2 separate regions of the Mustela erminea genome follow, and region 2 is linked to region 1. The links are chromatin contacts, called in public Hi-C maps. All regions are on one chromosome and are shown on one strand. The core of a region is the stretch at or near the end of the contact, and the rest is flanking DNA. Distances in the headings are between cores, read along the strand shown. Region 1 holds the start of SEC24B (protein transport protein Sec24B). Region 2 holds the start of GAR1 (H/ACA ribonucleoprotein complex subunit 1).

Region 1 (5,871 bases), core at 95-2,594:
TTCTTCTGAACCTTTTTTCAAAAAACTCCTGGAAAAGTGTTGGAAAACAGCTTCCCCCTTTTGTCTCAGTGGAGTGTGATATATCGTTGAAAATCCTAAAACCCAAAAGTACAAACCCAACCACTGAAATCCTATTTGTAGTCCATTTGGGTCATTAAAGCACCAAGTACCATTAATTTATGGCAATGAGGAGAGGCAAGCTTTGCATTATTTCGGAACACACTACACGATCTCCGTAATTAATTCAGTAAATTAGACTTATCACTCCAGAAATATCTTGCTAGATCCCATTTCGAGTTCAATGATGTTTCTGAGCAATTTCATTTCGAATACAGAGTGATGGTAGCATACTCAGAATTCCAAGATGGCGAGACGACTTGGCTAATGTAGTCCAAGACTTGCTTGCCTGTTAGCACGCTGGGACAGGTCAGGGATTCAAAAATTTCAATGTAGAGGAAGCAAACTGAATTTTTGCTTCGGATGCTGGAGCTTCTTTCCTAAACATCAAAAGAATGAAGCTACCCTTGGCAAATATCATAAAGATAAAGCTTGTCCTCCAGTTTCTCTTACTGTTTTCTCCTTCCCTTTTCTCCAGGTTTAACTCGGCGGGAAAAGTTTAGAATATTATCTCGATTCTTGTGCTTATCAAAGAGAAATGTTTCCTTCTCCTCTGCCGAGGGTTAGAATTCCCTGGGAATTCAGGGACCCTGAAACTCCTATTTCCTTTAGTTAAAAGTAAGGGGGGTAAATTCAGGATTAAAAACCAAAACCGAATCCAGAGTTCTCTTTCGGGGGAAGGGAGGACGGGTGGGTGGGGTCAGTCCGGTGCAGCGTGGCCCCCGGGCTCCGGATGTCACCCCGCGGCTCTCGGATCCCCCTCCCAGCAACGTCGCGCCAGGCTCGCCGCGCGCCCAGCCTCCGCACCGGTGGGAGCCGGCCCAGGTTTCCTTCTCCTACCGGGGTCCATCCCCCCCGCCTCACAGCGACCCTGGCTATGCCGAGGCCGGAGCCGTTGTCGCCAAGTTGGCAGTGAGGCCGCGGCCCCGCCGCTCCGCCTTGGGCCTGAAAGCGCCGGGCTTCCGCCGGCAGGGGGCGCTGCAGCGGCGGCCCGAGGCCCGCGGTGCGGGGACCGACCCGAGGCTAGAACCTCGCACTCAGCGTTGGGAGCGCGCAGCACCGCCGGGCGGGACTGACCAGGCGTCAGGGGCCAGAGGCCAGATCGCGGCACTCGCGGCGGCCCAGCTTGGCTCCGCGGTGCAGCGCCGGCACGCCCGGCCGCGGTCCCGGGCGACTCCCTCGGTGACGCGGGGCGCGTTCCTTCCTCTTCCTTTCGCCTCTCCGGCCCCGCCTTCCCTTCCCTCCGCCCACCTCCCCGAAGCGGAGCCGCCGCCGCCAGCCGCGCCGTCATGTCGGCCCCCGCCGAGTCCCCTCATCCGGCCGCCAGCGCCCGGATCTCGCCCAAGCTTGGCGGAGCCACAGCCTCAGGAGCCGCCACGCCCGCAGGCCCGGGCCCGGCGCCGCACCAGCAGAACGGTGAGGCGGCCCGCCCCAGCGGAGCGCGGGGCCTAGCGCCGGCGGGGCAGCCTGCGCGGCCGCTCAGGACACACCGGGCCGGGCCCAGAGGGTTGATGGGGCGGGGGATGCCGGGGGTGGGGGCGAAGGTGAGGGGACAGCGGACGAGGCTAATAAGCTGGGGGCGGACCGTGGGGGGGGCGCGGGGTGCGGGGCGCGGGGGGGAGGGGACGGGCGCCCTGGCGCGGGGGCGGGGGCCGACCCGGGAGAGCTGGGGCCGGGGCTGTTTACGTAATGTGACCCTAGGCCCGAAGGCGTCCGGGGTTAGTAGGGGAGGTGGACAAGGAGGGGCCCAGGTCCGCTTTAAAAAACCCTCGTAACCCGGCCTGAGCGCCGGCGAGTTGCCCCGAACGACCCTTTCGCCGGCGAGAAGCCGAGGCCGCGGAGTGCGCGGTCTGGGGAAGCCTGGTGTAGCCCGCGAGCTGCACGGATTGTGCCCTTCCCGTCTCAGGAAAATTGCTTTGATTTCTGCGGCCCAGCGAGCACGTTGCCTTGAAGGGAACTTAAGTTAGCGCTCAAGTTTGTAGACAAAAGGGTGTAAATATGCAACACAAGTGTAACCGTAATCCTGACCCAGTTCGGCCGCAGGCTCTGTCATTGCTGCTGCGGCTGCCGCTCTGGCGTTCGGAGCCTGCTTGTGGTGTTGGAAAGGGAGCAGGTGTCAGACGGATTTAAACGAACACCTTTAGATGGTGTGTGTGTGGGGGGGGGGGGGGGTTCCGCCAGCTCCACTTTCAGAAAGACGACAGCATGCTAGAGTTGGCCCCGCTTGGAGGGAAGCTTCCAAGGCCTTCACACAGGCAGCAGCCAGTGCGACCTGAAAGCCGCGTTCATGCTAAAGTCGTAGCATTTTTAGTATGCGGGAGATTCAAGTGAAAAACGATCGTTTCTAGGATATTTATTCCCTGATCATTGGGATCTGAATGTTAGTGAGAACTTGATAGTATTTTAGGTGAGAACCGTCGAAAGTCATGAAAAAGGCCCTGTTTTTGTAAGAGAACAAAACTACACTAGTACTTTTCAAACAGTTGTTAGACTGACCTGTTTTGTCCAAATTGTTAATGGAAATTCACTGGACTATATAAATCAGTTCAGCCACTATGTGGTTTTTCAGCTGACGCTTTTCAAACATGAATACCGTTTATCCTGAGTATCAGAGGTTGAATTTTTTTTTTTCCCCCATAAAAGTGATGTCTTGAGCCGGCTATCCTTTGGATCAGCCATACTTGTCAATATTACATGCTTTACTTCTAGTGGTCATTGTTTACGAGGGTGTAGAGTGAACAGTGTAGTACATTTTGTGTTCCTGTCCTGAACATTCATAAAGATATTTCTGAGCAGTGTTTGTCCTTGTAAACTTGATATAAATTGTTGTTTTTCCTTTTAAACGGTCTTCTGTGTAAAGGAACTAGCACATGTTTTTTTAAGGAGAGATTGCAAGTCTTTTGGAGTATTGTAAACCCATGTTTAACAGTGATGCAAGGATTGTCTTTTCTTGATTTTCTGGGTATGCATTATTTTGTTAGTGAATGATTCTTTTTTAAGATTTTATTTAACAGAGATCACAAGTAGGCAGAGAGGCAGGCAGAGAAATAGAGGAGGAAGCAGGCTCTCCCAGGAGCAGAGAGCCTGATGTGGGGCTGGATCACAGGATCCTGGGATCATGACCTGAGCCCAAGGCAGAGGCTTTATCTCACTGAGCCACCCAGGTGCCCTGTGAATGATTTTTTAAAAGTGGCAAATATGACTCTTAGCCTTACAAATTTTGTGAAGGCCCAAGAGATGCCAGGATATCTATTGTAATGAGGATATTAAATCTGTTAAGAACATTAGAAGCCAAATATAGATGATGCTTAGTTTCTAATGTTTGTAATCATTATTTTAACATAATTCATTTCAGCATTTGTTGGTATTTACCAGTTGGGTTCTTAATATTAGCCTAGTAGAAATCAGAATCCCTGCCTGTATCCTAAATTCACCTTTATTTTGTTGATTCAAGTTGATTCTGACCTTGATGGATTTGAAGGGTAGGAATAAGAGGGCAAGACTGTCTTGAGGCAGAGGTTACAGCATGAGCTAGTCTCTAATTGTGAAAGTGTATGGCATGTTTAGAAACTAAGCTGTCAAGCGGCAAGAAGTGTCCTGGGTAATAGGGAGAACCCAAGGCATTGAAGCTGAAAGGAATACTTAAAAAGGGGTCAGGTTGCAGAAAAGCCTTAAATGTCATTGTCATGGAATTTGGAAATTAAATTCCTCCTACATTCCATTTCCTTCATAGGCCAAGAGAGTAAATTTTACCAGTTCTCATCACAAGAAAAAAAAAATCTGTAATTATGTATGGTGACAGACGTTAACCACACTTATTCTATGATCATTTTTGTAATTTATACAAATATTGAATCATGTTACATACTGGAAACTAATAGAGCCTATGTCAGTTATATCTCAATTTAAAAAAGATAAAGAACTAGGGTCAATTTTTTTGTTGTTTTGTGGAAGGTAGTAGCTTAAATTGAGAAGTAACAAGGTCAAATCTAGTTTTTGGGTTTGTGGTTGTTTTTTGTTTTTTTTGCTAATCTTAGAAAAAAAATTTTGCTGCATTGTATTGGCATTTATAGATAAAGATTAAGCAATCCTTCGGGGTTTTGGTTTATTCTTTAGGCCTGCATGAAACAGTTTGCCTTTTAATGTGTCTCCGTGGAATTCCAGACATGGTGAAAAGAAACAGGTCAGAAGTGTGCATATGAAACATTACAGAAGACAGAATTGTTAAACTGAAATGGTGTCTAGTGATCACTTATTTTAATGGTTATCCAACATTTTAAAAATCAGATTTGTTTTTTCAAAGAAAGTAGTGGCTAGAGCACTGATGGAGAAATCCGAAAAACGTGAACCTGCTACAGTTAAAATAGAGGTAGGGGTTCAGGTGTTCTTGGAGTGCAATCTGAAAAACACCTGGTCCACTTTTGTAGATGTCCAGTTTTGTAGATGAAACCAAGATCCGGAAAGGTTAGGTGGGTATGTTTTTCACCAGTTCCTGTGTAAACTTTGTGAGGGCTGCAGTTTTGTTGCTCTTGTCACTGCTGTATATTCAGGTATTCATTAAACATTTGTTACATCAAGTCCAATTCAGTCTTCCTAATTCCTCCAGTTCTCTTTCTATTAAGAGACTATAGAAAGTCTCTTTAGAGACTTTGACCTGTTTTTGCAAGGGTAGGGAATAGGCAGAAAACTGAGACTTCATTATCACTTTTGTTTTCTAGTTTTAACTGCTCAGATGCTTTCCCCCCCACTCATTTGAAGATACAGTTTGACTTGAGCCTGTGATGTACTTGTCTTAAACTTCCTTTTGTGTACTTGTATTTCTATACTTCAGTTTTTCACTGAGCAGGTTATGGGCTTTTAGAATTATTTGTACTTCCATATGAAGTGTTAGTTGAATATTCTTCAGATTTTACTCTACCTTTTGAGAGTCTCTCCAAAGCCCAGTCCTCAAAGAAGGGAAGATTGGGTGAAATAATATCCTGGTAATATGATGGTGTAATTCCAAAATTTCTCCCAGTTGACTTAAAAGAGATGTTTTAATTAGTTTATTTATTTATGTATTTATTTTAAAGGTTTTGTTTATTTATTAGGCAGCAAGAGAGGGAACACGAGCAGGGGGAGTGAGAGAGGGAGAAGCAGCCCTCCCACCAAGCAGAGCACCTGATGCGGGACTCAATCCCAGGACCCTGGGATCACAACCTGAGCCAAAGGCAGAGACTTAACCGACTGAGCCGCCCAGGTGCCCCTGAAAGAGATAGTTTAAAAGCTTTTGATTGGGGGGGGGGCACTCAGATTTAACAGTAAACCACTATCGCTTCATTCTATTTAAGAAGCAAATGGTGTTCGTTCTCAAATGAAAACGTGTTTTCTTCTTTCCATATGCCTTTTCCAGGAATGATACTACTGGCAGTTTTACCATTTCTATAGCCAATCATGTGAGAAAGATGAGTTAGTAATGGGAATTACTGGGATCCATTATGGAAGATATAAACATACCCTTTGCTCAGCAGTACTATCTGGTCAGTTATAGGAAACCCTTCAGCTTTGAGAGCACATGCAAAATTTAAAAGGATGAAAATCTCCCTAGTGTGTCTGAAGTAAGTTCCTTTTGCTCAGAGCAGGATCTGTGTCTCAGGTTTCTAGTCTTCCTTTATAGCTTAGCAGAAGCATCAGGTCCTCTGGTGAAGATACTGCCATGGTGTAATGTAACCATCTGGATACAGCATTTCCTTCTAAGCTGATTAATATCTCGAG
Region 2 (5,387 bases), core at 1,390-3,889, 340 kb after region 1:
TTCCTACTAATAGTTATTTGACTAAAGCTCAGTTACATTTACTCTCCGTTAAAGGATTCCAAGCCTACAAATACCAGGGTCCTAGCTATAACGCAGCACCCCCTATTCCCAAATGCAAACCAACACAGATGTGGTCAGATGAGGGAATTCGCCCTTTATGGAAGGATTGTAGAGCAGCTCACCCCAGTATTGTTATTAATGATTCCTACGGAATTGTATGGGACTGGTCCCCTATGGGGATGGCAGTCACCAATTGCACTGGGGAACCCTGCTCCACTCATCGGAAGTTAAAATGGCAAGTTTTTGATGATCCCATTTTACTGCAAACCTTAGCTTCAGGAGATGCACCTCTGGTGTGGCTTGGGCAAGGACTTTCTATGCCATCTCCTTTTGTTGATTATCATAAAAGACAAAAGAATTTATGGAAGGTTACTACTGCTTTAAGTCATGTAAGAGTTTGGAATGGCTCTTACATTCATCAGTCTAATAATTATGCATTTTCTTTTTTCCTCATGGATGAAGAATGGGTAAGAGCTTGTGTTAGAGATCCCTATGTTTTTGTTATTGGCAAAATGACTTTTATTCATAGTAATAGAGAAATAGACTGTCTAAACTGTAAGATGTTCACCTGTGTAGATAGGAATGTTTATAAAGACAATTCTGTCATTCTTTTAGCTAGAAGAAGAATAGGGATTTGGCTGCCGGTGAAACACCACCATGTTTGGGAAAGTTCTCCAGACGTACATATACTTTTAACAGTATTGAAGAATTGGGTTCATAGAACAAAAAGATTTGTTGGGTTACTTACAACAGCTATTCTAGGAATTACAGCCATACTGCTACAGCTACCACTGCAGGAATGGCCTTGCATCAAACTGTACAGACTACACAATTTGTACAGAAATGGCATGAGAATGCTAGCAAGGCCTGGAATCAACAGACGTTCATAGATCAAAAATTAGATGAACGTGTCTCTGATTTAGAAACAGCCATGATATATATAGGAGATGATCTTCAGAATATAAAGCTTAGACTTCATATTTTATGTGATTGGAATGTTTCTTCTTTCTGAGTTACTCCCCATGCCTATAATGAATCATAAGTATCTTGGAGCAAAATTCGCCGACATATTACTAACCATTATGGTGATAATCTAACCTTAGATATTAAACAACTTCAAGATACGATCCTAAGTATTACTCTCTCAAAATAGAGCAAGGCAGTCAAGAGTAATTTTCTATATGATCTACAGAATTTAAAGTACATTTACCAAATCTGAATAAAAAATATACTTATTAAGTTCCTTTCATACATAGGATTGTTAGGGGCTTTCTCAAGAAGTTTATGTATTAGTGTAGAAGACATTGTGATTTCTAGCATTTCATAGTGAAGTTTACAACGTTGTATCCAAATCAAAATTAGCCTCTGAAGTAGGTACCAATCTCTGCCCTTTCAGAGGCACAGTATTCGACTGTGTCAAATACCAAGGTAAGGTCTCAGACAATTCTGGTGTAAAAGATACCATCCAGAGGCCCCTGGATGGCTCAGTGTGTTAAAGACTCTTCCTTCGGCTCAGGTCATGATCCCAGGGTCCTGAGATCCAGCCCCCCATCAGGCTCTCTGCTCAGGAGGGAGCCTGCTTCCTCCTCTCTGTCTGCCAGCCTCTCTGCCTACTTGTGATCTCTGTCTGTCAAATAAATAAATAAAATCTTAAAAAAAAAAAGATACCACCCAAATTTAATAAATGGTTCACTAGCTTTCTTTGGAAAAGAAATTACACTGGAAGCTGAAATTAGATATCAAGGGCTTAAAGGGGAAGAGGGGCTTGCAGCACAGACGGCCCAGAGTCTGTCAGTGCTAAGTGTACTGGACAGGGGTTCCAGGCTAGTTCAGTTGGAAGAGCCTGCCACGCTCCATCTCCCGGTTGTGTGTTGGAGCCCCACGTTGGGTGTAGAGATTATTTAACTAAAGCATGTTAAAAACAAAAACAAAAACAACTTGACAATAAACCTTTTGGTGCAAAAGATAAAAATATTTGGCTTTTGTCACAAATTATACTTTTAAAAAAATTTTTATTTTTTTATAAACATATATTTTTATCACCAGGGGTACAGGTCTGTGAATCGCCAGGTTTACACACTTCACAGCACTCACCAAAGCACATACCCTCCCCAATGACATAAAATATACTTTTAAAGAAAAAAATATTTTTAAGAAACACATACACCGAGCTTTTCTTCCTTTAACTGATGAAACCGTAGGAGAGGACAGGCGCAGTCAGCTCACAATCGTACATACTTCAAAAGGTCCGGGAGAAACAAGCGCTCCCAAGAACGCAGGAAGACCTTGCACGGGGTTGCAATGCCACCAGATCCACCTTTGGGCAGAGCGCAGCTGAAAATTCCTCAGAGATGTGGGCTGCAGAGTTGCTGCGGCTGGCAATGAATTGACGAACGAGGAGACCATTTCACGGCCTGAAAAGCCAGGGCTCACGGCCAGTCCCCCGCCACTTAGAACCCGCAGGCTCCCGGGAGAGGCGGCGGATCACTAACGCCAGCCATCTCCCAGGGCAACAGCGGGATGGTACTTCCTGCAACTTCTTTGCATTCAAAGGACGCCACTATTATACGTCACTTCCTACGTAGGTGAAGGCAAGTTGACCTGTCGTGAACTGGGGTTGGATCAGATAGTATTGCTGCTCTTCCAGCGGAAAAGGCTGTTCTGAAAGGCGACGGCGCCCGGGGTTCTGCCGGTGATTGGCTTTTTGTAAACCAGTCCTCCGAGTTTCTTGCCGTTTCCCACCGCACCACACCCCTCCTCGCTTCGCCCTCAGTGTGTGCGGGTACGGTGGCCGAGGAGGCTCGTGTGTAGCGGAAGTACAGGGCAGGTGGGCGTGCTCAGCGGGGCTGGAGGTGCACGTGGCGTCGGTGAGTTGGAGTAGGGAGCAGAAGGGTCCGAAAATGGCTGGATGCGGAACCCAGCTGAGGGAGGGTTGGGGGGAGGAAGGGAATGCGTTGTGAAGACCTTCCTGCCTGCTCTGGGAGGAGGTACTAAGCGGGGACGCCGAGGCTGCTGAGTGGTCCGGTCAGCGCGCACAGGCTCTGGGGAGGTGACTCTCCTCACCCTTTAGGTTCATCTCTAGCGACTTGGTCGTGCGTGAGGTGGCAAGGTTGCTGTATTTATTATTGTCCCCCCGTATGGTGTTCTGAGCGTGGCTCAGAGGGGGTTAGGTGGTGCACCCAGACGGCACAGTGACCCAGTGGTACGCACTTTTTTTTTTTTTTTTTCTCAACAGGTAAAGTAAGCATGTCTTTTCGAGGAGGAGGCCGGGGGGGCTTTAATCGAGGTGGCGGTTTCAATCGCGGCGGCAGCAACAACCATTTCCGAGGCGGAGGCGGGAATTTCAGAGGCGGCGGTGGCGGCCGAGGAGGATTTGGACGAGGAGGTGGCCGCGGAGGCTTTAACAAAGGCCAAGACCAAGGACCTCCGGAACATGTAGTTTGTATGTCGCCTTAAATCTTAGCCTGCTTGGGGCGGAGGTTATGGGTTTAAGTTCGGGGGTTACATGCTGAAAGATACCTCTAGCAGCTCTCCTACGGAAGTTGCTGCTTGGTTGGGGAGTCAGTTCTGGAGATGCTGTAAACTGACTTAAAATAATGCTTTATTGCTGTGATGAGAAAGGGAAGATGAAGAAAGCACGAAAGCATGAAAGAACACGTGAAAGAACACGTAGAATGCGTACGTGGAGGTGGAAATTGAGCTTGGGCTGAAAACGAAGTTATTAAGTAGGTAGTATTGTGTATTTACTCCTGTTGTTCCCGTTTTACAGGTAAGAAAACTGTGATTCAGAGTTAGGTTTCTTTAACTCTGGGATCATAGTAATAAAGTGGTCAGTTTGAGATACAAAGCTTTTCTGACTCCAAAGCCCATGCTCTCAGTTGCTGTTCATAAGTAAGAGAAGTGTGAAATAAATTGCTTGGAACGGAAACTATAGAAGGGAAGCCAAGAAAAAGACCTAATTAGAGTAGTTTTGAAGTAATTATCAATGAGGTGGGATGGAAGCCGTGGAATGTGACACAGATTGGACAGGAGAAACCTACATCAAAAAGGAGAAATGATGAAGAGAGTTTAATATAAAGACGAGGTTGGGCCTCAAAAGCAGTTGTGCAACATGGTTTCAAGAGTGCAAAAGGTAGAGTCATAGGTCCTAGCCCCCCAGCATGCAATGATCCAGGCGTGGTGCACTGTGAGGGGGATGGAAGTGAGGGGAAAAAAAGGAAGGGTTTGATGGGAGAGAGATTCCAGTGGAAACAAATTCAGTAGAACTTGGATAATTCTTGGGAATAAAAGGTTCCAGGTTTTGAGCTTGGGTGATAGGGATGAAGAATTGGTTTTGCAGGTGATGAGTATTTTTGTATGGGGTGATAGTCAGAAATAATGTTATTTTGAGATCCCACACTTCTCTGAAAATGAGTGAAGAGTCATTGATGTAGAGGCGGTAATGGGAAGTTATAAAAGGGGAGGAGAAAAAGAACAAAGACTTGATTTACGGTTAGGGACTGTGGAAATGAAAAGAGACAGTAGAGTGTAAGCATGGTGTTTAATATAATAGTTATTATTATAATAAAACACCTGTTACAGGTTGGTCTTAATGTGCCAGGCATTTTTCTTAGCACTTGACATTTATTATTGTGTTTATTCCTCATAATACTGTATGTTAGGTGTTGGTACTGTTATTAGTCCTTATTAAAGACAGGGACACTGAAACAGAGAGATAAGAATCTTACCGCAGTTCACATAGCTAGTGTGGAGTTTTGGGCTTTTTTTTTTTTTTCTTTTTGGCCTCAGAGGAGAACAGATAAAGTGAAATCCCAGGTACCCAAGAAGAAAGCTTCCAGATGATGTTAGTCAATATCATTTGAAATTGTTTTATATTTTAACATTTTCTTGTCCTATTTCAGTATTAGGAGAGTTCCTGCATCCCTGTGAAGATGACATAGTTTGTAAATGTACTACAGATGAAAATAAGGTGCCTTATTTCAATGCTCCAGTTTATTTAGAGAACAAAGAACAGATTGGTAAAGTGGATGAAATATTTGGACAACTTAGAGATTTTGTATCCTTTTTAATTAGATTAAATTAATTAATTAATTATTACCCAGTGATCTCATTCGAAGGTTACCATTTGCTTTTTCTGGAGCTAAGTCCTGATTTAATTAGACTTCCTGCTTCATTAAATTGGACAGAATATTGCTATGATTGGACCATAAAGGAGAATCAAGAGAGGAGGATGTATTTCCAAATATTGAAAAGAAAAGACCCTATAAGAGTGACTTCCTTTTTTGGAAGGTTTTAGAAATGATTGCCATTTGGATAAGTGCTACAGG

Evidence for each region. Hi-C and Micro-C count contacts between places; a contact is called where the count stands out from the background.
Region 2: a Hi-C map of spleen shows a contact between it and region 1, with 6 times the contacts expected there. The contact joins the promoter of GAR1 here to the promoter of SEC24B in region 1. A contact is called at or near these places in 2 of 3 Hi-C or Micro-C datasets (fibroblasts and spleen).

What each region holds. Positions count from the first base shown.
Region 1 is chr2:66,374,886-66,380,756 of mMusErm1.Pri, forward strand. SEC24B (protein transport protein Sec24B) reads left to right here and starts at 1,345. Exons shown (of 23, transcript XM_032333128.1): 1 at 1,345-1,533. The coding sequence starts at 1,407.
Region 2 is chr2:66,709,049-66,714,435 of mMusErm1.Pri, forward strand. GAR1 (H/ACA ribonucleoprotein complex subunit 1) reads left to right here and starts at 2,640. Exons shown (of 7, transcript XM_032333144.1): 1 at 2,640-2,842; 2 at 3,296-3,502; 3 at 4,962-5,116. The coding sequence starts at 3,307.